2 separate regions of the Mus musculus genome follow, and region 2 is linked to region 1. Evidence: chromatin contacts called from public Hi-C data. All regions are on one chromosome and are shown on one strand. Each heading gives the region's core, a stretch centred on a gene start, on an enhancer-like site or on the middle of the called end of the contact. The rest is flanking DNA. Distances are from core to core; before and after follow the strand shown. Region 1 has its middle 94 kb from the start of Gm23324. Region 2 has its middle 110 kb from the start of Spertl.

The links. A called contact is a pair of places that touch in the nucleus more often than the background predicts.
Region 2: a contact with region 1 is called in a Hi-C map of the 63-12 cell line, with 5 times the contacts expected there. The contact joins two enhancer-like sites. A contact is called at or near these places in 1 of 39 promoter capture datasets (the C10 cell line), 1 of 15 datasets of contacts at CTCF or cohesin (pro-B cells), 3 of 484 Hi-C or Micro-C datasets (the 63-12 cell line, the C10 cell line and large pre-B cells) and 2 of 115 datasets of contacts at active chromatin or transcription factors (the 230-238 cell line and large pre-B cells).

The regions. Positions count from the first base shown.
Region 1 is chr14:94,540,968-94,544,000 of GRCm38.p6, reverse strand. No RefSeq gene overlaps it. Among named protein-coding and RNA genes, the nearest start is that of Gm23324, 94 kb to the right of the region's middle. Within about 2 kb of position 1,705, at least 14 of the 459 cell types and tissues checked have an H3K27ac peak or open chromatin away from gene starts, as enhancers often do. A contact at or near this core is called in the 63-12 cell line, where this site is marked.
Region 2 is chr14:95,774,323-95,777,594 of GRCm38.p6, reverse strand. No RefSeq gene overlaps it. Among named protein-coding and RNA genes, the nearest start is that of Spertl, 110 kb to the left of the region's middle. Within about 2 kb of position 1,629, at least 2 of the 459 cell types and tissues checked have an H3K27ac peak or open chromatin away from gene starts, as enhancers often do. A contact at or near this core is called in the 63-12 cell line, where this site is marked.

The DNA of each region.
Region 1 (3,033 bases), core at 456-2,955:
TGGATTGTTTCCATGGTTTGGAAATATTGATTCTTAATTTTCATTCAGCATCTAAAATACTTCAACATCCTTCTTGATGTTTGTCTTGATAAACTTTTCATCTAGTGCTAAGCTGTTCAGTATACATGAGTTTGTATAATTTTTTGTCATTTCTTTCTTTTTTTTTCTTTTTTAGAATATGCTTTAATCCATGGTGTTCAGATAAGATACAAGGTGTTGTTTCAATCTTATTTTGATTCTGAAATTTTGCTTTGTGTCCAGTAACTGGATCAGTGTTGTAGAAAGTTTTATGGCCTTCTGATCCGGAAGCTTATTCTCTAGCATTTGTGTGGAATTCTCTATAGACATGTCTTAGGTTCACTTCATGTATGGCATGATTTAACTTCAGTATTTCTGTTTATTTCTGTCTGGATGTCTGATCTATAGGTAAGATTGAGATACTGAAGCCCCTTGCCATTGCTGTTTTAAGATCAATTTTATTTAAACTATAGTGGTAATTCTTCTATACACTGGGTTGCCCTTGCTTATGATGTACAAATGTTTAAAGTTGTAATATATTCTTAATAAATTATCTTTTGTAATAAGTATGTAGTAGCCTTCTCCTCTGTGGATTAGGGTTTTTTTTTTTCTTTTTTTCCTTTTTGAAACCTGTTTTGTTAGATACTACAATATCTATAAGTTGCTTCTTGATTTCTTTTTCTTCTTTTGTTTTCTTTCTTCCTTCCTTTCTTTTTTTCTTTCTTTTCTCATTCTCTCCTTTCTTTTGACTTAAGGCAACATCATTCCTTGTCAGTGAGTTTTATTCCTAGGATGCAGCAAAACGATGTCTCTGATGCGAATATTCTTTCCTTCCCTTGGAGAAACTAAGCAATGTCTACTCCTGCTCTCAATCTTACAATGGCAGATTAAGGGATAATTCCACCAAAGTTCATGCTGGGGAACCAATGAATTTACTTCACTTCCTTACAGAGCCTAGATGAGGAGTTAGATAGATTTCGGTATTCTTTCCCCGAACCTGCTACACCTAGAAAGTGTTATCAACTAGAGCTTCTCCATTCCCACATAACAGACTCCCTGCTCTCTGTCTACTCTAATCCCTCCCCTAGGCCAGGGGCAGAGTTCCCACATGAAAAGGCAAAGTGGCCATATTCTGACCATCCATATGGGAAGGTCCAATGTAAACATGCCATCTGGGATTATCTTCTGCAGGCAGATTTGATATAGAAGAGCTAATTTCTTCAAGATAGAAGTTGTATGGCTCAGAGGACAGTCACTCGTGACCATCTTTGAATGAGTAGCATTCAGTCTCATGTAATATTAAACATGATGTGGGTGCAGAATTCTTTACATGGGTCGTATAAGTTTTGATCCCAATACAAGTACACATTCCATCAAAGCTTAACAAGAGTTCATAATAAGGTGTTCCTCTCAGGTCCAAAAATAATAAATCAATATATTTTTAAAGGCATTACCTGTCCTTAACTCTTTCTCAGATTATGTACTAATCAACTTTCTGTTACTTTTTGTCCTTCGAGGAACCAGAACAAATAAATTGAATGGCTCTCTTGGTACCCCGGAAAAGCTGAACTTATTACAGCTCTTACAAAGAAGGAAAGAAGTTCTCGAAGCCTTTGTGGGGCAGGTAGCCAAGATCTCACTCCCTCTGCAATGCCAGTTCCAACGGCAGGGGCAACATGGGCCGCAACAATGGTGTGCGACCTTAGAGAACATAAGATGACCGCTGAAAGTCCTTTCCAGGATAGCACCCTGGGGACTTTCCACTAGAAGGTTGTGATGAACACTTCCTTCCCCAAATGACCCAGCAAAACAAGCTTTACAAGGAAGCCCTGACCACAATGCAGGTGCAGATAACGACCAAAAGTGTTTCAGTTCCCTCTTCTGGTGACTAAGACCTCACCTCACCTGGAGCCACAAATGCTGAGAAAGATCAGTTCGGGCCACCACTGGGCTTAAACCAACGGTATGGGGGACTTTTGGGATAGCATTGGAAATGTAATTGAGGAAAATATGTAATAAAAAAAAGTGTGTGCTTATTATCTTCGGGGTCACCTCTTCCCCAATTGTAGGACAGCCCCAGAGCACACTGGATCAATAAACCTCTTGCTTGTTGCATGGATCTCCTTCTCTGTGTTTCTGACAGTGGGACATTCTTGATGAAAGACTCTTCTGGTCTTAAAATGGCAGCGACAGGGGCAGCTAAACAGTGAGCATAGCCTGTCAGGCAGGTCCAAGATCCAGTGATAAATGCGTTGGACAAAAGAGAACTCTTCCCATGTGTTACAGCTCAGTAAAAGAGTCACTCTCAGAGGATTTTTTTGTGAAATATCTTGTATACTGTATACTTTATTCCACGTGGACAAGAATTTTAAAAACATCGAGGAGTGGGTGGTGGCGGTGATGGTCTTGGTGCAGGGATCGATGTTTCTTAGTGGCACAATTTGAGATGTTTGTAGTGCTCTATTTGCATGGAAAAGGATGCCAGATGTTTTTGGTACCTGACTGATTGTCAAGGTCCTCTCAGCAGGGTGTCATGGCTACCCCTTGGAAAGCATGCATCCAAGGAGTGTTTCCTCTCCCTGTATTCTCATTTCTGAGATTCACAGGGGTCTGAGCTCACTCAGTCTGATCAGTTCTTCTGTCTGGTGGCATGGTCCACTTGCCCCACATTTTCTGTGAAAAATATTCATAAAATTACTATAATGGAAAGAAGATTTGTTTGGGAACACTGTTGGGGTCCAGATGTTTTAGTCAGGGTCACTTCTATCTGGAACAATATGAAATAGATCATGACCTTAGATAGATCTTAGGAAGAAACAGAGTCTCTGCTCTCATGGCCCCGGGAACAGATGCATTGAAAAAGATGCTTACAGTCAGCTATTAGATGGAACTCAGGGACCCCAATGGAGGAGCTAGAGAAAGTACCCAAGGAGCTGAAGGGGTCTGCAACCCTATAAGTGGAACAACAATATGAACTAACCAGTATCCCTGGAGCTCATGTCTCCAGCTGCATAT
Region 2 (3,272 bases), core at 380-2,879, 1.2 Mb before region 1:
ATATTAGATTTTACCCTCCTTTTCTCTACATACACACACACACACACACACACACACACACACACACACACACACACACACACACACACAAATACACACATGCACACTCAGAAAAACACACAAAAATGTTGTTTGATGTATGTACATGAGCACATATAATTAAGTGTGCCATACACATAGCAACATTATATCCTCCAAAATAACTCACTAACTTAATATCTTGGGAGAATATGGAATTATTTCATTCAGTATTATTTGAAACATTTTCATCAGAAAACACATGGTGGATTCCTTGAGAAATTAGTGCATAAAAAAAATCATGTTTCACCGATGACTCAATACACATTTAAAGAAAAATAATTTTCTTACAGTGAATTCACATTCAAATAGAAAGAAAATGTCATTCCTTTGCACCTGTCACTCGATGGCTTTGATTATCTTGGTGATAGAGATTGAAAATCCCAGCATAGAATCTAAGAATATAGAAAGGGCATTATAATGTTCAAATTCACTGTTTATTCAAATGTGCAACAACACATGCAATACAGTACAGTTTTATATCAGAATAAAGCAAAAGGATTATGCTCTTTAATTATGGCATTAATATCCAGATAATTGAATCTTAGTTAACGAAGTAGAGTTAAGAAATGGTATTCCTGCATTACAAACCCACAGGACTGGCAAAGAATCCAAACAGAAAATAGAGCAGAAAAGTAAATCATCTGAAAAGGGAGGATTTTAGAAATAAACAGCAATAGGATTTCACATAGTTTAAAAATATAAATGCAATTTGAGTAGCTATCCTGCAGATGTGGAAAAGCACTTTAACAAAACAAAATCTAATTTCTCCTCATTACACTACATATTTCACTCATTTCAAAGTAATTTCTGTATCGTTTTCTCTTTAGGTGCATGAGGTAACAGGACGCTAACTGTGAAACACCAAGCTTTAATGTAAAAACAAGTCTAAAGTCTGCTCTTGCCTGCACCATACTAGGGAGGTGACCTTGAGTCAGTTGCTTAACCTGTCTAGAAACTGGCAGGCTCCTGAGGCAATGAGGGCACTGCCACTTGGATTACAGTCCTTGTGACAGTTGTTGTCTTTCTTCAAGTTTTGTGTTCAAGGCAGGTTTATAACGCTAAGAAGGGAACTTTAAATCATTTTCTGTTCTTGCTTTCATAATGCCTTTGTAATTCTGGTTACAAAAAAATTATTTTTCTAAATGTCTCATGTTTTCTTCCATTTTTTAATTCATTCTTCTCTCCTACAATGCATCTCATCCACAGCTCCCCCTCTCCTCTTCCCAGCCTGGATCCACCTTCCCTCTCTCCCAGATTCACTGCTCTTCTGTTTCTCTTAAGAAAATAGCAGGGCCCCCCAGTGGTATCAAACAAACTTGGTATAAAAAATGCACTAAGAGTTGGCACAAACCATCCTATAAAGGCTTGATAAAACACCCCAGTTAGAGGGAAAAGGTCCCAGAATCAGGAAAAAGAGTCACAGAGACCCACGTTCTCACTGTTAGGAGTTAATCAAACCGACAAAGCTAAAGCATGTATGCAGACAGCCTAGCACAGACCCATGTAGACTCTACAGTTGCAGCTTCATTGTCTGTGAGGTCCTATGAGCCCTGCTTAAGTGGTTCTGTGCATCCTAGTCTGCTGTTCTCTACCACTATGGCTACTACACATATGTAAATATACTCACCAAATGTAAATAGAAGCTTACTTTGTGAAATGCCAGCTTTAACCACAAAGATGAGCATGCTTCCTCTTGTGAAAACAGAAACAAAATCTGGTTAGCATCATGTCATTTTTGTGCTTGCTAAGCTAAGTTTCTGGAGAAGTCTGACATATTTTATATGATTTTTCCCCTCTCAGACATGATTTAAACTTAATTGACAATAAGTTTCATGGCCTGGAGACATTCTAGACACTTTATGGTTGCAGCTGTATGGCTTTAACATATAGATGTTTTGAATACATGTACATAATGTTTTCTGTAACTAAGTATAAGCAAAACAATTTGAAACAATTTGGAACATGAAGTAAATCCTACTAAAGTAGGAAGTAAATATTGGCACTGTTCCAGAAAGGCTATCAGCATTGAATATCCAGTCAAAAAGAATACTGAACAACGCAATAACAATTCAAAAAAAGAAAAGATGGTAGCAATAAAAGGATCATGAGCCATAGGCATTGACAATGAATGAAACACCCTTAAAGTTCACTTCCTCAATTTTTGGTAAGATAAAAAGGATTAAATATAGCATTTTGTTCTGTAACTTTTAAAACTACCATGTAATTTTAAAATTAGATCAAAGTAAATTAAATTGCCTTACTTTGAAGTTTAAAGGCGAATTGAAGCTTTTAGCAACTCTTTTGTGCATAATTGCATGAAAACTATATACATTTCATTAGGACCTTTTTTTTACTCTTACTGCTAAAATTCCTTGGCAAATAAGAACTAAAGAAAACCTTAAAGACTCACTACAATGGAATCTGACACTCCTTTGTTTTTCCTTATGTGCTACTATATATGCTTACATGTATTACTGATAGATATAGAATGTAATATTTTACTTTAAATGACATGGGAATTTGCAATTTATTAGTAAGTCTGAATTAGACTAACTTGAATAAGCAAAGATTCAATACAATAAGATAATACAGTTTCATTAAACTTTGTTAGTTTTTAAATGAAAACCATGGATGTCATACTACAGTCTTTAGATACTGCTCACTCAGCACGACTGAACACGTGTGGACAAAATTCACAGTATTATTACTCTTTCTTTAGTAGCAAATGAACTTTAGACATAACTCGTATTTAAGTTGGGAATACTAAGTTACACAACAAATCACAGCTACCATTTTTAAACTTCTTTTTAGGTTCTCAATTTTCACACAATTTTGTTGTACATATTTAGCTTATTTCATGCTCATATCTTCCTACCTCCCTCTTCTCACGTTTCATTTCATTTGTCTCCTTTGTGTCTTTAGACTGTATTGCTTCAATTCTCATCACACACATTTCTACAGACATGCACGCACATGAACACACAGACACATGCATGCACACATGTGCGTTTACACACACACACACACAAGTACACACTGTAGAACAATTTGCAGCAAAATTTGTACATATAATTATTTTTGAACAATTTCTCATGATATATCTTACACTACAGTTAATTTAAAGAGATTGCTTTGTGTCTTATTTTAAATCTGAACACTGATTATATCATTGATTTTGTATATACTGTGCG